Linked DNA regions of Anas platyrhynchos: region 2 is linked to region 1. The links are chromatin contacts, called in public Hi-C maps. All regions are on one chromosome and are shown on one strand. Each heading gives the region's core, a stretch centred on a gene start, on an enhancer-like site or on the middle of the called end of the contact. The rest is flanking DNA. Distances are from core to core; before and after follow the strand shown.

Region 1 (5,972 bases), core at 2,238-4,737:
CTGAGAAAACCAATTTCCCCTGAATGCGAACGGCATTCGGAAATGCTCCCACTGTGTTTCCTCATCCCAGAGCTTTCTTGTGCACGGCTATTTAATTGGCAGGAGGTCCCACAGTGAGAGATGGGAAAGCACAAGCAGACCTAACAGCTTAGGTGGTCGTGCGGCTCCCTTACAGCTGCAGAGCAAAGGAGAGCAGGTTTAGGTGTGCAGGTTCCTTGTCAGCCTAGAGGCAGGTGCTTTTTTTTTTTTTTTTTTTTTTTTTTTTTTTTTTTTTTTTTTTTTGGAAGGGGGGAGGGGGTCATTAGGGCCACGACTTGCGAGCAGGAGCTGCGTTAGCGTGGGCATCGCTGCCCTCTGCTGGGTGCCACCGCCCGCTGGGCGTCCCTCCCGGGGACTATTCCTCCTCCTCCTCCTTCTCCTCTTCTTCCTCCTCCTCCTCTTCCTCTCCTCCCTGTTGCGCGGCTTTGCCAAGCTTTACGAGGGTCTCTACGAGCCCCACACTGCCTTTGAGTGTCCCTATGCAAGGGCAGGATGAACCGGCACAGGGGGAATTCTTGTGGGGGAAAGTGGTTACGCCAGGCAGGGGGTGGAGGGTGAGCTCCAAGTGCTTCAGCAGTAACTATCTGAGGCCAGACTTTTATCCCAGTGCAACCCCCTGGGATGGCAATGCAGCTTTGCTGCTTTTTCAGTGAACAGAGAAAGCATGCACGTGTGTATTTGCTGCAGAGGAAGAGCTGCACTGCAAATTTATCTGTGTTCCTGTACTTGTACCTTAAAAGTCTGTCTCAAAGGAACCCTGATTTCGCTCCTCCAAACACTTTCATTTGTTTGCTGTAAATACCTTAACCCAACATTCCTACTGATGCTCCTGCAGAAGTTGGAGTGTGTCTGAAAAGAGGTGATGGATCTGTCTTGCGTTTTGGAGACATGCATTCTGCATCATCTCATCTGACAGGACAAATTGTACAGGGGAATAGGGAAGTTAAGAAGAGCTGAAAGCTCTTACTGTAACCAAATAATGTGGCAAACGCTTTGAGAGGGATCTGAAAATGAGTCTCCACAAACCATCTTCATGCCATTTCAAGCAAAAAATGGATGAAAGTCTCTCTATCATAAGGATGTTGCCTATGCAAGAAAGATGCAGCATTTAGGAACTACACAGGGTGAGAGAAGGTAATCCACCTCACCTTGGACAAGGACAGCTGTGTTGAGATGAAAGTTCTCTGGTCCAACTTGTTCTATGTAAATTGTTGATGGCTCCTTTGTGCAGTCAGATGCAAGATGCTCTGTGTCACTCACACACTGTACCTGGATCAGAGCCTGCCAATTGTATGAGGGCCTGCCTGGACTGTGCTAGAGACCTATGAGGATGTGGGAGAGAACCTGTTCAACAAAAAGCAAGAAAGAAAAAGGGGTCAGAGACCTAGTCCCTGTGGGCTGTACAAGCTTTCCCACAGGCTACCTGAATCACAAGGGTTGCCAGCTGGCCAGTGTTGGACTAAGGGCTTGACCCCCTGCCCTTCCATACTGAGGCATGCAGTCACTTTGCAGGTCATAAAATGAGCCACGGTGCCTGACATGCACTCACATATGGAAAGGGAGAACTGATCTCTGAGTGTTGCCTCAAGGAAATGATGCAGACTGTTCATTTCTGAGGACCCCTCAAGTTTTGACCTTCATTTTATAAGAGACAGAATGCTGTGGAGCTCAAGTATGCTCTTTCTGTCCCGCTGCCTGTTCCAGTGAGAACATTTACTCATAAAACCAGCCCCTGTGCATTTTGGCTAGCTACAAAAATGTGTATGGACTTATTTCTCCTTTAATGAATCCCAACAAAAGTCTCACCCAACTGAGTGCTTTAAAAGAACATGAAACTCATGTAATTAAAGTACAATTTAAAAAACCTTGGTCTTTTAGATAAACTTGCCCAAACCTGCCCACATAACTAGTGAAAAAAGATGTAGGAGAGACAGAGCCTTGAAATGGTGTTTGTATTGGAAGTGATGTGAAAACTAAGTTCAGTCTGACTAGGTAGACAGATACATACAGGGAACTGAAAATTGTTGTGCAAGGGGTCGTACTTAGAACATACCAGAGTCAGATAAGGGTCAGAGAGGGTCTGCTCTTAAAATTGGTTGTGTCTATATCTGTAAAGGAGTGTGTGTGGATAAACGGTACTGCAAGGTTGTGCTGGTGCCTCTTAGAGTGCAGAATGGATATGCAAAAACAGCTTTGAGCTACTGAAACAACTTCTGCAAGTAATTGCTAGATGATATGAGTAAGAAGATCAAAATTTTGGCAGATTATACAACTTCACAGTGATGGGTATGAACAGAATACAGCAAGAGCTGGAAGTATGATTAGTAGAAAAGAAGCTTGTCCTACATCTGGGAGAAAATACTCAGAAATCTAACTATTTAGTGGGAGAATGAAACTTGAAAAGCATTCAATCCTGAGGGACTCCAGGGAGAAAAATAGACACGAGTTTCCACTGTGATATAGCAGAAGGAAATAAATGCAATTTGGGGCTTTATATGAATGCGCAAGTGGGGATTTGAGGAGCAGGAGATGGGCAGTTCTGTGACAGGTACCAGAGAGCTGCATATTAGTAGGATTTGTGAGCAGACGTGGGTTCCTTATTTAGCCAAAGACTCCTGTGTACTGTAAACTTGAACAGATTAGACTTCAGGAGACCTGGACATATTGAGAAGTAGAGGAATTTGAAGACATTTAGGCACATGTAGGTAACTGGAATACATCTAAATATCTACCCTGGGAGTTGCATGGTTGCATGAGGAGTGAGGAATATTTCTTGAAGATTAAAAACCACAGGAACTCCAGCAGTGGCAACAAGACAGAACAATCTGGAGTGCTACTGTTTAATGTCGGCTCAGAAGAAGGAAGAGAAGATGTGATACACCAAGTTCTGATCTCAGTTTTCACTGTTTTTGCACCAGAATCATTTCTGAGAAGTACTGGGAAGGTAGTGCTCTACCCATGAGCCATGTGAGTCTCCCATAACTCATGGTATGGGTAGCAGCTCATGTTTCAGTGACAGCCTTCAGAAAAGTCTGAAGCACTGCCCTGATATTAAAGCACAGAATTCCCAATACTATGGTGAGATACTTTGTCCGAATTTACCCAAAGGGAAAAAAATGTATGGAAAGTTTAAGTGACTTACTTTATTTTGTGCAAATCTGGGGCCCTGCCAGGAACAGAAATAGCACTCAGCCTCTTTGTTCTTAACAGCACTGAACCAAAGGAACCTCTACTAGGATCTCCAAGGATTTCTTCCTACTGCAAAAGCTTTTCAGTGTCAGTTCAGTTCCAGCAAACTGGGGGGGGGGGAGGGCTGGGAGGACTAACCGGAGGAATGCCATGCATTACTCACATGCTTGCAAACAGCTTGGTATGTGAAGGCTGAGATGCAGGAGGCAGCAGTGCCTGGCTAGGAAAATGCCTGAGCAGTTCAGGTGGCCAGTTGGCAGGGATCCACACAGCGAGTGAAGGGTGACTCAACAACGTCTGGGGGTACTCAGCAAAGCTCTGCTGTGCCTCCTGCCTTTCAGCCATCTGGTCTGGCCAGTGGACAGCAATGCCTCCCACTGAGGTCACCTCAAGGAAGCAGCATTTCTGAGCAAAGTGGAGGCAGTACTGCTTGAATGCCTACCCTTCCCAAAGACGTGGCAGGAAACCTAAAACCCAGCTCACCAAACAATTTAATTTTGTGCTTAAGCCAAACCATATTTAAAACAACAACAACAACAACAACAACAACAACAAAAAAACATATAAACATGCTTTACAGTTTTGGGCTCTGCCACACTGAAGGCATGGTGGCAGAAAACTCTGAGATGTTTAATTAAGATGGTGCTTGATGAGTTACAGGAAGGAATTTTAGGACAAGTTTGCCTGAGATTACAATGAGTAAGCTTAACTGTTCCACACCTCTCTTAAATACTTTGTGCATCCTACAGCAGTAATCTAATCCTGCTTGGTGTCAGTTTTCTTAATTATGTAATGTGAAAAATTATCATTCTCCAGGTGTTGGTACTGGACAATGGAACAGCTCTATGAATAGAAGATGCCATAAAACAACATATTCTGTGGCTATTACTATTGAAAATAATGATGAAATGTGTAATGATGAAATGTGTAATTGTTTCAGTGGGTCAAAGCCTAACAAAAAGATAAACCAACTTGTTCTGCTGATGCATTTGAATTACTGTTAAAGAATAACTGCCTGAGTAAAGTCTGATTCACTCAGGTGCAGATTTCTAACAGCAGTCACCTAGTGGATTAAGTACCCTCATAAATTTGGCCCTATAGCTTTTCTCAATACCTGGAACATCTGTGGGCAGATAGGCGTAGGTGGCTGAGTTAAGTCACATTGTTTTCATCTTAGGAGTGATGCAGAATGGCATTTTGAGAAATGGTAAATGTTATCTGAAATCTGTTCTTTTTCTTTTTTTTTTTCTTTTTCTGTCAGGATTAATTTGAGACCAGTGGGAGATGCAATAGAATTGCGCTAGTGGTGTGTGGAATTGCACAGTTGAATTTGGACACATAAGGGGCTTTTTAAAACCAGGCAAACATTTTTGAATTCTCACTGCATGTGTCTTTCCCTTACTCCAGAATCTCGTCTAAGTGTCAGGAGAAAGTAAGGTCTCTGGAATGTTCATTGAAAGGAAACACTTCCAGAGTGATGCAGCTCTCCACAATGCATTACCTTATTTTTTTTCACCTTAGTAAATATTGGAAAAAATTATTTCAGTATTTATGTAGTGTTACCACTACCAAGAAACCCTGAAGTTTAAAGGGACAATTGCACCAAGTATGCTTTCAGTCCAGTAGTTAGTTTGATTCCTGGTAATTAGAAGGTCACATACACATTCTGAAGGCATTTAAACTCTTTTTCCCTAATGATTTGATAATAAAATTTAGTGTGTCTACTTATTAAATGGACAACAGAGAATGAAGCAGTCATTCAAGATCTTTCCCAGCATCTGTGATGACAAATCAGCTGTTAAGGGACAAAACTCACATGTATAGATAAGGTAAATTACCATAAATATTATTCTGCCAGTGATTACAATTAGGTGATGTGGCTACTGAATGTTAGAAGACAATTATTATTTCATTTGCACTATGTTATTATTGGAGAGCCACATCAGAACATGACCCTGCTGCATAAGACACTATACAAGGACAATATAAAATAATTCCTGCTCTGAAGGATCATCAGTATGAAATATCTTTTGTAGCTAATTACTTTCCACCATTTCCCTATTTCTAATGTCTTCTGTTTCTGAGCTATCCATGCTATCTCCTGATAGTTTTCTGAAGCTTGAGGTTTTTCTTCTTCCTCTCCATTTCTTTATTTTTTGTTGTCTTTTATTTTTCTGGTAAGTACATATATTGTTTATTTGTTTGTTTATTTATTATTCGATCTGAACATGGTCATCTCCTTCCCTTGAAGGAATCCTGCTTTCCTTTATTCCTTTTCTGCTGCTCTTCACCTTTGTTTCATTGAGGTCAGATTTTCAACAGACATGAATCAGCAGTTACCCTGGCAGCTTACCACTACTGAGACTGGCCACTTGTTCTCTTTGATCTCAATGGCATTTTACTGTCTCCCACCTCCATCCTACAATAACTTGCAGTTGCATGACATTGTGCAGACCTTATCCAATGAAACATTACAGTGATGGGATAAGGTAGATAAATATTATGCTTATAACACAGGCAAGTAAACACAGGCAAAAATGTAATAAGGGTCAAGGTCATGGGAGTCAATGTACGAGTTTATATTAATCCAGAAATCCTTTGTTCTCAACTCTCTGATACATCAACTACATATCACACTAATGCACTACTGTTCTTTGAGCCCAGTGCACTTCCTACTTCCAATGGCTTCCTACCAGAGCAGCCAGACAACAACAGTGGGAAAACTGCTTGTAGTGATCCTGGAG
Region 2 (6,355 bases), core at 1,534-4,033, 120 kb before region 1:
ATGGTTATTCCCTATGCTCCAGTAATGTAGTAGGATCACATACATATTAAAATACAATCTCTATCTCACTGGTTAACCAGTGTCCTGTTAACAACATTTTACAGAACACAACATTCATTTTGGGCTAACGTGCTTTTACAGCTTCTAGTATTTTGGCTATCCCATATCTGACCGTACAAATGACCTGTGGCTCTTTAAAAACATTACTGAATGAGGCAAAGTAGAAAATCACTGTGTTCAGCCTTATTGGCCTTACAGCAAAAGCACCACGTGTATTAGTAGGAACAGGACTGCAAGTGCTTTACAAGATACTGTTGATACACAGTATGAGGACCTGATGCACAACTCCTTTTGCAAAAGTCCCACTGGCTTGAACAGCTCTTCCCACACCGTACTAAGGACGGAGGGGATGAAAAGCTTTCGTGCCACCAGCGATTAATCTTCCCATCACATCTCAAGCAGACATATCCAGGGCACCTTGGCGTACCTGTGGCACAAAGGGCAATGAAGGTTTGTGCATGCTTCCGGATCAAAAGCAACTTGTCTTTAGGTAGAGGCAGCTTCCGTAGAATGTGTTCAATGAAGTCATGCGGGGTGACTGCTGCGAGGTTCCACTTCAACTTCCCCAGCACCACGAGCTCCCATTCCTGCAAGAGTTTGTGGGGGGAAGAAGAGAAGAAAAGCCATAATCAAGTCTGAAGAAAACACTTCACTTATTTATCTGATTGTAATTATATCACTGCTAAATTGGTTCTGATCAAACAATTTTTTTTCAGTATGCCCCTACTGCTTTGAAGTTGTTGGCTTTTTTTCTTTTTATTCTTTTTTTTTTTTTTTAAACCACTGGAAATGTCAAGCGCTGCTGAAAATAATGAGACCTGGCAGCTCCTGCCAAGATTTTACTTTTTTTGTATCCAGTGTTGAATGCCCACCCAGAAAGTTTAGCCTGCAATTAGATATTGCCAAGGTCATTGTGGTCCTTTCCTAGTAACTTCTTTTAAATGGCTGTAGTCCTTACTTTATAGCCATTTAAAGCCCTCGAGATAACCACACACAAAAATAACCTAGATATACATTCTTTTTCAAAACAGGGGAAGTTCATTTGATGGCACTCTCTCCAAAACTGCATTCAAAAGCTCCTGCAGATAAATCTGATGGTGCTTAAACTACTCTGAGACAGGCTTTGCAGAAAGGAAATGCACATAACACAGCCAAGAAGTAGCCTGTGTAAATTATATGCCAATAAATCATGTAGGATCCAGTCCCACATTCTTTGCACGCCCAAAACTCCCAGTGAAATCAAAGGAAAACTCGGGCGCCTATGTAACTACTGGCCATTCCCCGCAATGTGATGACACACAGGAACGGCACCTCATCAACAGATCTGACTGTGGGGCTAGGTTTGCATACTTAAACATTTAAAATGAGTTTTGAATACCTTACAGTGCCCCGCAGAGCAGACAAAACTCAGGCCTTGGACTCATTTCTGTCTCATGCATCAACCATTAGCTATTAACTAAATTCCATGCACTGATTCTTGAGTCCTGATGATGCGTTAGCCTGATGGAGCCCAGCGTGGCGGGAAGCCCCAGCTAAGTTTGTAGAGCTGGCAAGTCAAAAAAAACGTCCTTTAATTTTGCAGCCCAGGAAACGTCAACCAGTGTTGCTGAGAAACCATAAACATGGACCCCACAACGCCATTTCTGCAGTTGTTTCTCTGAATAGATGTCTGCTCTAACAGCAAGTTACTTTCCTACAGACATTCCTACTGGATTATGACAGAGCCCTCCATAGCTTGGAAATCTCACATTCACGTACCTACCCCCTACAGGGCCCAAAAAACAGATGCTTCTTTTCTTCCCTCCCTCCCTCCCCCCAAAAAAATAATAAAAATAAGGTGTTTTAACAAAATGGCAATTACGTTAACTAAGGTCTGATCTTCCCAACAAAATAGATTCTGATCCAGAAAAGCACATAATGGTGTGATCTGGAAGACTGGGTAGAGGGAACGCAAGGTTAAATGGACGTGACAAGAAGAGGGAGGTACATTGTGCTCCCTCTTCTTGCACAGGGTCCACAGCGCTTCCTGCAACAGCCAGTGCCACCTGTGGGACACCTAATGCCTGTGACAGCCATGGCAGGGTTTGCAGTGCAGAGCTCTTTATTCTGCAGAAGCACGAGCTCCTGGCCCCTCCCCAGGGGGAATTCCCACTGGCTTCACCCAGTGATTCATAGGAGAAATTCTCGTGGGATTCAGCTAGCTATGCACATCCACCAGGGTCTGTGCGAATGAAGCTATCCGGCTGAGCGTGCATCCCACTGACAGGCTGAACAGAGTCGTTACACTTGGAAAAGACCTCCGAGATCATCTGCTCCAAACTCCCGCTCTATGCCACTCTGCACATATTAAGCATTCCCCTGAATAACCCTGATTCCTTCAGTTTCTGCTTTCCCAGTGTCTGCTTTGAACCCCCCAACGCCAAAACCCTTTCCCTCGTGGGTCGAACTCCCCCTCCATCACCTGCCTTGCCGAGAACCCCCTGCACGAACCAACCCCGCCGTTCATCAGCCGCACAGCAGCCGGCACCCCAACCTTGCCCACCGGCACCCCGCCACTTGCAGCCAAGCAAGCCCCGCAGCTGGGCGCAGCGCCCCGCCACTGCACCACCGGGCGAGGACGGCCACGGGGCCCCAAATCCGGCTGCCCCCGCTCCTTGCTCTCCCTCCCCGCTCCCTCCCTGGGGCCGCCTGGCAGCGGTTCAAGGGGTGAAGTCATGCCCGGCTCCGCGTGTCTGCCGCCAGGTGGAGCCGCAGCGCCGCGCCGCGCCGAGCCGGGCCGCCCGCAGCAGCGCCCCCGCCGCGGGGCAAGCACACGCGTGGGGCCGGGGCTCCCCCGGGGAAATGCGGGAGCAGCAGGAGCAGCAGCCGGGCAGCCGCAGGGAACTGCACGGGGGGTGTGCCAGGGGTGGGGGCAGAAGCTGCAAGGAGGGGAGCCCGGGACCCCCCCCACCACCGCTGCCACCGCCAGCAGCCCCCAGCCCCGGGGGCGCAGTGCACCCGCAGGATCGGGGCGGCCCCGCTCCATCACACGGGTGGCTCTAAGCACTTTTGACAATTCAGGAGAGCGTGTGAAGGAAAAAAAAAAAAAAAAAAGAAAAAAAAAGTGGAAAGCATGATTTTAAAAAGGGGGGAGCGTGGGGGGAGGGTGGCAAAAGTGGTGGCTGGCTGTGGAAGAGAGGGAGAGGGAAGGGGACAGCTGTCAGCGCAAGAGCTGATGCAGAGGATGGGCGTGCTGAAGGTGGAAGGGGGCTGCTTACCAGCAGCTCTTGGGGTTTGATGGAATTGTCCGTATATATGCACAGCTTCTCTGCTGTGAGGGGGATTGTCTCTTTCAGCTTGGAGGCCAGGAACATGCACACTGCCCCCAGCAGTTGCAGATGGCACTTTCGAGTGGGCACCACAGCTAAGAATCTGTCCAAGTAATTCATTGCCAGAGGGAAAACTTCTTCTTCACACTTCTGCTCTTCACAGACCTGCAAGCAAGGAGAGTGGGGAGGGGAGGATGGGAGGGTGGGGGGCAGAGAAAGAGACAAGAAATAAAAAAATGAATAAACGAGTGACCCCACAAAACACACCACTGCCTGTGCGCTGCAGCTCCTGCTATTTTTGTTTCCCGGGGAGCTAAATTTTGGGGGAGGGGGAGATCTCTGGAGAGGCTGGGAAGGCTGTCAATCGGCTTTCACATTCCTTTAGTTCATTCAGTAAGAAATGAATTCAAGACACTGTGTGGGAGAGCCGAAAAGCCCCATCCAGCAGCAATGAGCAGCCTCCGACTTTTTTTTTTTGCGACCCAATTCTTCTTTTTTTTTTTTTGATTTCGTCATATTTTCAAAAAATCGATAAAAATATCAAAACACCCCTGGAGGTCCCGGTTTTGGTGCCAGTGGCATCCCGGGGCGGTCCCCTATCGTTTCCGACAATTGCAAAAATTCCCCCGGGGGGCATCCCCCAGTTCTGCGCCCCTGATCCGGTGCGGGGGGGAAGGACGGGAGACACAGCGAGGGCGAGGTGGGGTGGGGAGAGCCCGAGCAGCCTGAATCCTTAGAGCAGGAGCAAGCGAGAAAATTATTTCAAAAATTTACTAAAAATCAGCGCTGCGGAGAAACCGCACAAATCGCACATGAAAATCAAGCGGAGGGTCTGCTCTTTCCAACCCGGGGGGATTTGTCTGGGAAAAGTCCCCCCCAAAGGAGATCCGAAGTGGGCAAATGATGATGGTAGGAGCTAGGGCAAGGCAGTCAAGCCTGCGGGGCTGCGGGCCCGCTGCCGCCCCATGCTAAGGATCGGGGTGCAGGAGGTGTCCGCCGCCTGCTCGGGCTTCCCTGCAGCCCCTGGCTGCATTTGGGGGGGAGGGGGTGCAGCGGCGCGGGGCCCCCCCGGAGCCCCTTCTTGGAAAGAAGGGTGAAGACGGGCTCAGCGCCTCCGAGCAGCTGCACGCAGCTCAACATGGCGAAAAAAGGCACGTCCTAACCGCTGCATACGTGGGCATGAAATCCTCGCTGGGCAAAACGTGGGGGGCACCGGTCACCCCCCGCCCCTCGCCCTGCCCCAGGCGCAGCTCCTTTTCCCAGAAAAGCCACAATCTCAGGCGCTCCAGCCGCGCTCCAGCCGCCCTGCAGCCGGAGGCGGCTTTTCTTTTCTTTTTACTTGCAAATGACTTGCCCAGCTCCCCCCCACTTCCTCCCCTCGCTGCACCCCGCTTTGCAGAAGCGGCAGCCCCCCGGCAGGGCGACTGCCAGGGCAGTCTGCGAGATGCTCCCCGCGCCCCTTCCCCCACCGCACCGAGGAAAGAAGAAAAAAAAAAAAGAAAAAGAACCCTCCCCCCCCCCCCCCAAAAAAAAAACCAACCCCAAACCCACGGTGACCGGGGGGGCGACAGGCTGCAGGAGGAGAGGGGCAGTGAGGCAGGGGCGCTGCGCCCCAGCCCCCCGCGGGCAGGGGGCTCAGTGGGGCCGGGGTGGCCAGCAAATACGAACCTCCAGCATCCAAGTGGCCACCATCCTCCTCATGAAGGGCTGGATGTCCTTCTGGACGCACTTGAAGTAGGAGCACTGGGGCAGATACCTCTCCTCGATGGTTAGTAAGTTGTGCAAAACGCGGTCGTCGTAGAGCAAGTTTGGGTCAGGCAGAGCTCTCCTCATGGGATCCACCTCGCAGCACAGCAGCTCCATGTTTCCAAAGAGATCTCCCTCTTTCTCTGATGGAAAAGTTTTTTTTTTTTTTTTTTTTTTTTTTTGGGGGGGGGGGGAAGGGGGTGGGGAAAGGAGAGGGGTAAAGGAGGAGGGGTAGGTGGGTGGGAGGAAGACGGCAGGGCTTTCCAGCTCGATCCTGCCTCCCTTGAAACTCGTCTCTCCCTCTCTCGATTTCTAGCTTAAAGTTGAAGCAAAGTGACGCAACTCGCCAGGGCAGGCAGTTCTCTCTCTTGTTATTATGGAGAACAGCAGCTGGTCAGACGTAACATCAAACGCGCTTTTTTTTTTTTTTTTTTTCCTCTCTATAAGCTAACAAGGAACCAGGAGGCCCTCGTATAGGGACACACACACACAAATGACAGCTTCTCTTTTCTCCCTTACAGCGACCGAACGAAATCCGCTCCGCACTTTTCCTCCCGCGGGGAGCCTGCCTTTCGTCTATTTCCCCCCCTTTTCTGGCCGCAAGGGGCTTACGGGCTCCCCCTCGGCACCCACCGGGGCTGCGAGGGCTAAGGACGAAATGCCCCTGCTTGGTGGCGCGCCACATGCACGTCCCGTGTCCCCCCCCTCGAGCCCTTGACCCGCTCCCCCCCCCCTCCTCCGGTACCCCCCTTTAATCTGAGCCGGGGGGGGAGCGTGCAGAGCTCCCTGATAGCTCCAGCCTAAGAGCAAACCCGAAGAAAAAAAAAAAAAAAAGGCAAAAATATATATTAAATAAAAAAAATGAAAAAGAATGAAATAAAGTAAGATATGCCGAGGGTGCTGGAGGGGTGAGCGCTCGGCAACGCTTTCAGGGTGCAATCTAGCAACAATCCCTCCGCCACTTCCTCCGGTCTGCACGCCTTGCGAGCAGGCGAAGTGCTTCAGCAGCGCACGGCCGCAACTTTCTAGGAAACGGCGCGGGGGGGTCCGGGGGCCGGCTGGGGGCAGCGGGAGCCCCGCACCGAGGGCTCCCCCCCCGGCAAGGCGCTGCCCGGGCCCCGCCGTCGGCGCCCGCGGCTGCAGCCCCGCTGCCCCCGGTGGGAGCCCCCTGCCCCAGCCCGGGGCTGCTCGCTCTGCTCCCTCGCCTACCTCCGGGCAAAGCAGCCGGCTGGAAAAACGCG

Evidence for each region. A called contact is a pair of places that touch in the nucleus more often than the background predicts.
Region 2: a contact with region 1 is called in a Hi-C map of liver, with 2.3 times the contacts expected there. The contact joins two enhancer-like sites. A contact is called at or near these places in 2 of 8 Hi-C or Micro-C datasets (liver and subcutaneous adipose tissue).

The regions. Positions count from the first base shown.
Region 1 is chr1:79,146,461-79,152,432 of IASCAAS_PekinDuck_T2T, reverse strand. No RefSeq gene overlaps it. Among named protein-coding and RNA genes, the nearest start is that of NDUFA9, 52 kb to the right of the region's middle. Within about 2 kb of position 3,487, at least 2 of the 8 cell types and tissues checked have an H3K27ac peak or open chromatin away from gene starts, as enhancers often do.
Region 2 is chr1:79,265,644-79,271,998 of IASCAAS_PekinDuck_T2T, reverse strand. CCND2 (cyclin D2) reads right to left here. Exons shown (of 7, transcript XR_003494950.3): 1 at 6,324-6,355; 2 at 5,037-5,257; 3 at 3,318-3,533; 4 at 488-647. Among named protein-coding and RNA genes, the nearest start is that of CCND2, 3.4 kb to the right of the region's middle. Within about 2 kb of position 2,783, at least 4 of the 8 cell types and tissues checked have an H3K27ac peak or open chromatin away from gene starts, as enhancers often do.